Regions from separate parts of the Mus musculus genome. Here region 1 is linked to region 2. The links are chromatin contacts, called in public HiChIP or PLAC-seq maps. All regions are on one chromosome and are shown on one strand. Each heading gives the region's core, a stretch centred on a gene start, on an enhancer-like site or on the middle of the called end of the contact. The rest is flanking DNA. Distances are from core to core; before and after follow the strand shown. Region 1 has its middle 57 kb from the start of Lpin1. Region 2 has its middle 130 kb from the start of Gm36372.

Region 1 (4,937 bases), core at 755-3,254, 170 kb after region 2:
ATGACTATCCATCCCCAGCCCCCAGTCAGCTCCTTTAACCAGTTAGACATTCTACCTTACAGCAGGCACCAGCAGCCATGCCTGTCTGTGAGTTCTCATCTCTCTTGGAAAGAGGAGCTCTCCTTGGTGGGAGCACTCAGCCTTGGTCCATAGGACCTACTTGTACCAGTACCATTACAGACTATGTCAGGGCTCCCTTCCTGTTGCTGTGAACAAACACTCTGACAAAACAAAACAAAACAAAACAAAACAAAAACAAAAGCAAAAAACAAACAAACAAACAAAAACCCACAACCACCTTAGGGGAGGAAAGTATTTATTGGCTTGCACTTCAAGGTCACAGGTCGCAGTCCATCATTGAGGGAAGTCAGGAAGGAATGTCTAGCAAGAACTTGAAGCAGACACCAGGATCGATGCTTCCTGGCTAGCTCTCTGGCTCACTTGGACTCATACTCAGCTAGATTTCCTTTGGTTTGTTTGTTTGTTTGTTTGTTTGCTTGCTTGCTTGCTTGCTTGTTTGTTTGTTTATTTAATGAAAGAAAGGGCCTCATCCAGGCATGGTGGTACACACCTTTAATCCCAACACTCAGGAGGCAGAAACAGGCAGATCTCTGGGAGTTCAAGGCCAACTTGGTCTACAACCCAGGCCCAGGGATAGAGCTACCCACAAAGAACTGGGTCCTTCTGCATCGGTGAATAATCAGGACAATCCCCCACAGTCATGCTCACAAGCCAATCTGTTCTGGGCAATTTCTCAGCTGGAGCTCTCCTCTCAGATGACTCTGGGCTGTGTCAAGTCGACCATTCAGGTTAACTTTAGAGTAAGCAGGAAGCCCCTCTCTCATCTTCAAGGTATCAGAGAGAGGAGGAATTACCCATCTTGGGCGGTCAAAGGAGATATTTAAAAGTCCCATGTCAACCTCAGATAGAAGCTAGTTCAACAGGAAGGTCAGGATTTGAGGCACTCGTCTCATATGCACAAGGCCCTGGGTTCCTTCCCCAGCACCAGACAGAAAATAAATCATAACTTCACCAACAGCAAGACACTCACATAAACATGGAATAACTGCTCATCCTCACTCTTAAAAGGTCAGTGTTTAATGACGATGACTGTCCTCCCTGCACAGAAGTTGAAAGAATCAAGGTGAGAAGTGAAACATCAAAGGCATCTCTTCTAAATCCAAATGTACCGTTTCTCAAGCCCACATCAGCTTTCCAGAATGTAGTAAGTACTAATGCTAACTGGAACTCTGACTACGGCTTTAGCTGCACTTAGTTCTAAGTGCATTTGGGCTTTACTAATGCTGAAGAGACTAGGGTTGTGCACAAAAAGAATTAAAGCAGAAAAACACGTTGGCTGGCTAGAGTAGTTGGCTACCATGAGTGAGGCCCTTAGTTCAATTTCCAGCACTGCTGTATGCCTGTAATGGAGGTGGTGGCAAGCAGGAAGATCCAAAAGTCAAGGCTGTCCTCAGTCACATAGCATGTTACAGCTCAAAATAACAGTAACATTTTGGGCTGCATATACATATATATATGTGTGTGTGTGTGTGTGTGTGTGTGTGTGTGTGTGTGTGTGTGTGTGTACACATACACGCTTCAGAGGACCTAAGCTTGATTCCCAGCAGTCACATTGGATCACTCAAAATCACACGTGACTCCAGTTCCAGGGGCATCCAGTCCCCTCTCCTGGCATCCACAGGCACCAGGCACACTCATGGTACTTACATACAAGCAGTCAAAATACTCATACACATAAATCGCTTTACAACTAACAGGGGTGGTGATAACTTGGTTCAGCTCCACAACATTTTGAAGATGAGTCTTTAAACTTGAGAAAACTGCCCTGTAGAATTTGCCCGCTTAGCCTTTGCTGGCTTATCCGAAGAAATAAATGTATAGAGAGCCCGTGAATTGGCCACTGGGGAAGAGCCTGATGAAATACACGTTGTTATTCAACCAATCCTATTACCATCATTATTTCCATGCTGCCTGGTAGACAGAACCCAAACTTCAGTCCAGATCTGAGTCACTTTCAGTCAGCTAAGGGATGGATCACCCAATCAGCTAATGCTGGGGGGTTGGTTTGATTTGGGGGGTTTTTTTTGTTGTTTTTTTGTTTGTTTTTTGTTTTTAGATAATCCTGAAAAATGGATCAAGATGACAAAGAACATTCTGGAAAGAAAGCACAAAGTCCTGAAATGAAAATATAACCCATTTCTTCTCAGCTTGGCTCTGCAGACCATCTCAGAAAAGGATGTTTTTACAGAGCAGAAACGTGACTGGCTGCACCTCCATTTACACTTCTTTGTTACAAAATGCATGTGACTTGTTGGGGTTCCAGCCTCGGGAGAAATCGGAGGCACTGGTGGTTACTTTCCGAAGTGAAACTTCCAACCACAACCTCCGGTGCACAAAAGGCGGAGTGAGTCACAGGAAGAGGCCACTTGCTTGCAAAATGCATTAAAAGTAATGCAGGCTGAATGGACTTCCTGCACCAATGAACAGATAGCTGGCATCGGGACAGGCTCCTCGAGGCTCCCAAACATTTCGGGGAGGACGAGACCATTAGAAATCTGGGCACATCCACCTCTACCCTGTTCCCTGCGTTCTCACTCTGCCCAGGCTGCCAGACCTGCTGTCTCCCAGGCCTGTGGCTCCCATCTGAGATTCCCCAGGAAGGCAGATCTGACTGGATGCTTCCACAGGGTCAGAAGGACACCTTGTGACTTAAGCAAGCACCTGTGGCTCGGTCTCCAAGATCCTTTAATACAAAGAGGTGAGGTGGTCTTTGTAGCAGCTTCTCCCGGTTTGAGCAAGTGGGGTGGAGCTGATGTGAGTCCTAGGCTGATAGCATTACAGCATTCCTGAGCTGGCCAGATGACAGACGTGAGCCCGGGCCTGGGCTGCAATGGTCCACAACATGTGAGTGCATCCGAACCCCATAGGACTTATTAAACTATTCTCGGAGGCCCACACCCACTGCTAGGGTCGGTAGGTCTAGGATAAGGTCCTAAACAATTTTATTTTTAACAAACTCCCAGGACAAACTCCCAGAACCTCCAGGGCCACAAAGAACAGATTTTAAATCTCAACAGACTGGCCTCCAAAGCTCACTTAAAGATTTGGGCCTCGGATTGAGCTCATCCAAGGGACATCCGCACTGAAACAGTCCCCTGAAGAAACTCCCCTGCCTCCACACAAATCCAACCCACAACCTGGCTGGTCTCCAAGCCTGGGACCACAGGGAAAGGCCTTTGTCAAAGCAGAGGCTGTTTTGAAAGGCTATTCGGTCAAACAAGAACCAACTGTGCCCCCCTGTGGCCACCGGCTTTCACTGACTTCCAGGATCAGCTTCTCTGGTCAGACTCTGCTTCCCTTTGGGGACCAAGCCTGGCTGTACCACAAGTGATAGCAATTATCCTCTTTGGTGCTACAGGATAAAAAGAGAGGTTACAAATGTAAAGTCTATCCTGGGGTGTAGAGCATGGACTTGCCTAGCATGCATGAAGCCCTGGTTCAATTCCCAGTACCAAATAAAAGACACTCATTGTGGCACATGCGTGCAATCCCAGCACTGGGGGTGGGGGTGGGGTGGCAGTAATGATCTAATTCAAAGTCATCCTTGACTATAGTGTTTCAGGCTATCCTCATGAGTCTGTCGGAGACACTGATGCTGCGAAGATAGCTCAGTGGATAAAGCACTTGCCAAACAAGTGAGGGGCCCAGCATTGAAATCCCCAGAACCCACAAAAAATTCAGATGTGGTGGTCACCTATAATCCTTGCAACTCACAAATCAGAAATGGAATCATTTTACAAGCTGACTTGAAAAGGGAAAACCCCTGGTGTTCCCCTGTACTGGGGCATATAAAGTTTGCAAGACCCTGGGGCCTCTCTTCCCAGTGACGGCCGACTAGACCATCTTCTGCTACATATGCAGCTAGAGACACGAGCTCTGGGGTACTGGTTAGTTCATATTGTTGTTCCACCTATAGAGTTGCAGACCCCTTCAGCTCCTTGGGAGTGGGTAGGTAGGGGAGCAGGGCGGGGAGGGTATAGGGAACTTTCGGGATAGCATTTGAAATGTAAATAAAGAAAACATCTAATAAAAATAAATTTTTTTTAAAAAAGGGGAAAACCCCGGAGACCCGTCACCTCTCGTATTTCAAGGGAATGGGCACAGTGCTGTTCACACTCCAGAACCATGATAGAAAACACAGATAGACAAAGATGGTCGAATGGAGTCTCAGCTCTGATGTTGGGACCAAAGGCCTCCTGAAGAGAGTTAAGTCCCAGAACCTGTTTCAAAACTGGGCCTCTTTAACTTTCCTCTATGACAATTCCATTCCAGGACCGACCGCACAGGGGTCACGAAAGCTGTCTCAGAGCTGATGGTTAAGACCAGTCCCCCCCACACACACCCAAATAGTTTTTGGCTTCTGATGCAAAATGGGAATGTGTTACTCTTTGAAACCAGACCAAGCCCTTCAAATTCCCAGGTGAACAAAGCTCGTCTCTGGGAAAGTCTAGGCATCCAAAAACTCATTCTGTCTGCATGGGGGTATGAACTGCGGGGACACAGGAGAGCCTTGGGTACCACCATGGAGGTCTGGTGTCAAAGGATAAAGAGAACACAGATGAATGAGTGGCCTATAGACAAGTTTATCCTGGTTTTTATTTCAGATAAGAGAGCCTCAGACACTGCAGTCAGGTAGCATAGATCTGTGGAGCTGTCCGAGGGTTTCTTCTGTCTGTAACATGTTGAATCTACAGACACCCGGGGACCTGTTAGAATTTGGACTCTTCAGTTTTTACCCAGAAGTGCCATTAGCATTTAAGGATGATACTCTTCCATGCCCTCCATAATCACCAAGGCCAACACAGCAATCCGCAGGAAGCCTCCGGCCATTGCTAGTACAGTGTTAATAGGATATG
Region 2 (5,005 bases), core at 729-3,228:
GTATAATGATTCTGAGCTTATTTTCCACACCAGGGTCAATAAAATCCGTATCTCCTAGACACACTCATTGGATACCTCTCTCAGCTGCCCTACCCAGACTGAGTAGGTGTTGTCCTTGGTGCCCGAGACTGCCACCTTCTCAGGGGCCAAGATCAACTTTCTTTACTTTATTACCACTACTCCAACCACAATTCCTGAAATGTAGCAGAATTTTAGTACATATTTTCAAGTGAATGAAGAAAAGGAGGAGAAAAAAATATGGGACGAATCACTCTTGACTGTGATAAAGGTCAGCATAGTTAAGGGCCCTCAAGTCTATCACCTTTAAAATCAGTTTGGGAGACCACAGTGGACTGACACTTCCCAGAGACACTGAACACTGGGAAATAGTCCACACACAAGTGAGAAATACTGCTACTTTTAAGAATATCCTTTTTGGAGACCTGGGACAGGGAAGACTCCTGGGAGTCTATGGGTTGTGACCATAGCTGAGACACCTACACTCGGGGGACTATGGAGACTAACGTGGCCACCTCCTATAACCAGGTGGGACTTTCAGTTGAAGGAGGTGAACATCAACCCACCCACAAAACCTTCAACTCAAAATGTGCCCGGCCTGCAAGATGCGTAAGGATAAAAATGGAGCAGAGATTGAGGGAACAGCCAACCAGTGACTGGCCCAACTTGAGATCCATCCCATGGAAGAGAGTTAACCCCTGATAATATTAATGATACTTTGCTATGCTTACAGATAGGAGTCTAGCATAACTGTCTCCCCAGAGGCTTCATCCAGCTGTGGATGCAAACAGATGCAGAGACTCTATCAGGTGGAGCTCAGGGAGTGTGGAGGAATGGGAGATAGGATTGAGTGAGCCAGAGGAGTCAAGGACACCACAGGAAGACCTACAAAGTCAAATAACCTGGGCCTATGGGGCTTCACAGAAACTGAATCACCAAGCAAAGAGCATATGTGGCTGGACCTAGCCACCACCCTCACATTTGTAGCAGATGTGCATCTTGGTCTTCATAATGGATTCCCTAGCAATTAGAGCAGGGATTGTCTCTGACTCTGTTCCCTGCCATTAGATTCCCTTCCCCTAGCTGGACTGACTAGTGGGAGAGGATGCACATAGTCCTGCTGCAACTTGATATACCAGAGCAGGTGGATACCCAAGGGGGCTTCCCTTTTTCTGAGAAGGGAAAGGGAGTAATTGGGAAGGAAATTTGTGAGCATGGGACTGGAAGGGGAGGGAGGCCAAAACTGGGATATAAAGTGAATAAATACATAAATGAGTAGGGGGAAAAGAGTATTCTTTAATTTATTTAGTAAATATTTACTGAGGAACTTTCTGCAACAGGCAAAATCTACATTATGGTCTTTAACCCTCCCTCCCCAAATAACAAGCCTGGATATATCAATTCACGTGAGAAGGAAACAGTTTCAAAGAAGTTGAATGAAAGAGAGAGAGAGAGAGAGAGAGAGAGAGAGAGAGAGAGAGAGAGAGAGAAAGGAGGGAGGGAGGGAGGAAGGAAGGAAAGGAAGGGAAAGGAAAGGAAAGGAAAGGAAAGGAAAGGAAAGGAAAGGAAAGGAAAGGAAAGGAAAGGAAAGGAAAGGAAAGGAAAGGAAAGGAAAAGAAAAGAAAAGAAAAGAAAAGAAAAGAAAAGAAAAGAAAAGAAAAGAAAAGAAAAGAAAAGAAAAGAAAGGAGAAAGGAACAAAGGAAGAAAGAAAGCACCAACAGCACTCAGCTAGCACATTCAGCACCATAGTTTAAATCCCTGCCCCTCTGACTCCAAACCTGTACTGACTGCCCTGAATTGATCTTCTTGTGCACACTGCCTTTGTTTTCTCCCTTCCTCTATCCCTTCCACTTTCTGCCTCTTTAAAAACTAATCTGAGGGCATAATATATTCAAACACAGAGGAGAACAAAGGCCCCTTCTTGGAAGGCTAAGGCATGGCATCTTAATTGAAACAAGATAATCCAAACATTTGCTTCACTCAACGTTTACAAATTCCATTTCATTGACTTATATTTTCACAACTGACTGTCATGTCAAAGTTATTTTATTTTCACAGAAGTTAGGAAAATACAAAGAGGGAAAGTTTTAGAACAAAGTGGCTTACAACACAGTTCAACCCTCTCTTCTTGATGTTGTAAGATTTGGGATGTTTCTAAGACACAATACTCAGGCCATTTGACACCATTTCCCATGAGATGCTGGTCCCTGGGCTGGACCCCTCAGATGTCCTGGATTGCTGGGAACTATTACTCTGGTTTCCAAAACCCCATTCCTTTGTCCAGCCATGATATCATCTCCTAGAAGGACCCTTCTTGCAAGATCAGAAAGAAACACCAGCAGGGACTGTCTTCAACATCCAGCCACAGTGCCAGAAAAGGGGCAGAGAACCCCCACTACCAAAGCTAAATTTTTTCCTCATAGATATGATTCCAATTCAAAATAAATGCAGCATTTCAGGGCCCTTTCTACATAGTACAAAGGCAGCATTTTGATAGGGGGATAAAAGTAAAGAGCTGTAGTATACATCCAGCCTAGGGCTCATCATCCTCTGATGTTAGGATGATATGGAGGAAGCCAAGAACTCTGGAATCAATAGAGTGGGCTTCTGCCACAAGCTCCATCCCTTGAACTGAAAATTCCTGTAGTTGAGATTTGTTATTCAAGAACTGGGTATTACTACCTCTATATCTTTTGCTTTAAGGGTTTGGCTATGACTCTTGTGACTTCACACATATGCAACCATCTGAAAGGCTGATTGGAGCTTGTGTTAGTTAGGTTTTTACTGCTGTGAACAGACACCACGACCAAAGCAACTCTTAAAAAGTACATTTAAGCCGGGCAGTGGTGGCGCAGGCCTTTAATCCCAGCACTTAGGAGACAGAGGCAGACGGATTTCTGAGTTCGAGGCCAACCTGGTCTACAGAGTGAGTTCCAGGATAGCCAGGGCTACACAGAGAAACACTGTATTGAAAAACCAAAAAAAAAAAAAAGTACATTCAATTGGGGCTGGCATACAGGTTTAGAAGTTTAGTCAATTATCATCAAGGAAGGAGCATGGTAACATCCAGGCAGGTGTGGTACAGGAGGAGTTGAGAGTTTTACATCTTCATCTAGAGGCTACTAGCAGAATATTGACTTCCAGGCAACTAGAATGAAAGTCTTATAGTCCACAGTGACACACCTATTCCAACAGGGCCAAAACTTCTAATCCTGCCATTCCCTGGGCAGAGCATATACAAACCATCACAGAGCTTCTGGGAAGGCTGCTCCTAAATTGTTGTCTGCAGGTGTGGTAACAGCAAACAAAACCCTCTGAGTCTTTTCCATCCCTTCCAGCTGGAATATACGCAGTCTCACACCTTACCTCCCAAGGGAGGCTGTTCAAGCCACTCTAAGCATAGCCACCCACCAATCCCAAAATACTCATTATCTCCCCTTCACTAAGAACAGGAATGCAACAACCAGGCTCCAGGCATGAGAGTATGGACTCTATATTCTTTACTTTTTTGTTGCTGTGAAAAAAAAAATATCCTGACTTAGGCAGCATAGGGGTTTATTTCAGATTGCAGCTCCAGCGAGGATACAGTCACACATGATTGGAAAGGCATGGTAGCTGGAGCATGAGGCTACCCTGGCAATCAGGAAGCATATTGAATATAGGAAAAAGAGGGGGAAGGAGGAGGAGGAAGGAAGGAGGAGGAATATAACCAGTGACACATTGATATACTTCTTACAGAAAAACTCTCAACTTCTAGAAGTTTTATAATGTTACCAAACAGCACCACCTGTTGGAGACCAAACGTTCAAACACATAAGCCTGTGGAGGACATTCCATAATCAAATCACAGCAGATACCTTTGGGAGGAAACCTTTCTGCCACTGAAATACAAACATCATCCAAGTTTGGGAGCAGTGTAGCAGCTACAGAAAGATGCTTGATTTTACATTGCTTCTGCACCAGCATTTTTCAAAGTTGAGCAGTATATGCAGCTCACTTAGAGGAAAGGAACTCTGTAGACACTCACAAATTTCCCCTCACCCTAGCCTAAGAGGCACTTCACTGTCAGTTTGAGCCTTGGTTCTAATGTGACCAATGACACTAACGGGAACCCATATACCTAGATCCTGTGGAAGGAGTTTTTAAAGACAATCATTATTTCAGAAATATCCTGTTAACATTTTTAACTTACCATCAAATATGAAAGAATTTTCAAAAGTTTTTCAATTTCTTTTTCAAAAAATTCTTATATTCATATATAAGAGTCTCAGGTACCTTCAGCTCCCACATAAGTTGTCTAGTCCCAAAGAGTTAACCTTGGATATATGTACATATGAGCAGTGCTGAATGGACTTAGTAGGTTGTATATACATTGATATACACAGACAGGCATACTCTGTGTGTGTGTGTGTGTGTGTGTGTGTGTGTGTGTGTGTGTGTGTGTGTAAAACAATAATAATTAAAGAAGAAGGGGTCATGAATTTGAAAGAGGGCCAAGAAAAGGGTTTTAGGGAAAATGGAGAGACAAGGAAAATGCAGTGTTAATGTATAAAGTTCTCAAAAATAAAGAGAATTTTGAATGGATACCAGTGTGAAAAAATGCCAGGCCAGTGCTTAACCAGTTTGATCATTTCTATATCTCAGATATTACTTGGCTAGTGGAAAGCACACAAGAAATACTGATAACTGAATAAACAGAGTATATGATAGAAAGTTGAGGGTAGCTAGCATTGGGGGTGATGCTGACAGAAGCCCAAAGGACCACCAGTGTTTATGTGACATAGGCTCTGCACTTTGCTGAGTCATTTGAGAATCCTTATTGTGTGTTTGCCTCTCTTAATGATTATCTCCTAATGTTTTCCTGTGGTTTTCATTAACAAGAAGGAGAGGAAGGCATCGGATCTTTGAAACGGGACCAGAACAATGTCAAGGAAAGGTTGAGAAGAGATGGCACTGGAAACACAATTAAAGCCTTCTGTAAGCATG

What was found. HiChIP or PLAC-seq counts read pairs in DNA pulled down with a chosen protein or histone mark.
Region 1: a contact with region 2 is called in an H3K27ac HiChIP or PLAC-seq map of the NIH/3T3 cell line, with 5 times the contacts expected there. The contact joins two enhancer-like sites. A contact is called at or near these places in 4 of 15 datasets of contacts at CTCF or cohesin (embryonic stem cells, large pre-B cells, pro-B cells and 1 more), 11 of 484 Hi-C or Micro-C datasets (bone marrow-derived macrophages, embryonic fibroblasts, embryonic stem cells and 1 more), 9 of 115 datasets of contacts at active chromatin or transcription factors (the 230-238 cell line, the NIH/3T3 cell line, bone marrow-derived macrophages and 5 more) and 1 of 9 other capture datasets (embryonic stem cells).

The regions. Positions count from the first base shown.
Region 1 is chr12:16,530,172-16,535,108 of GRCm38.p6, forward strand. No RefSeq gene overlaps it. Among named protein-coding and RNA genes, the nearest start is that of Lpin1, 57 kb to the right of the region's middle. Within about 2 kb of position 2,005, at least 209 of the 459 cell types and tissues checked have an H3K27ac peak or open chromatin away from gene starts, as enhancers often do. A contact at or near this core is called in the NIH/3T3 cell line and embryonic fibroblasts, where this site is marked.
Region 2 is chr12:16,357,028-16,362,032 of GRCm38.p6, forward strand. No RefSeq gene overlaps it. Among named protein-coding and RNA genes, the nearest start is that of Gm36372, 130 kb to the left of the region's middle. Within about 2 kb of position 1,979, at least 21 of the 459 cell types and tissues checked have an H3K27ac peak or open chromatin away from gene starts, as enhancers often do. A contact at or near this core is called in the NIH/3T3 cell line and embryonic fibroblasts, where this site is marked.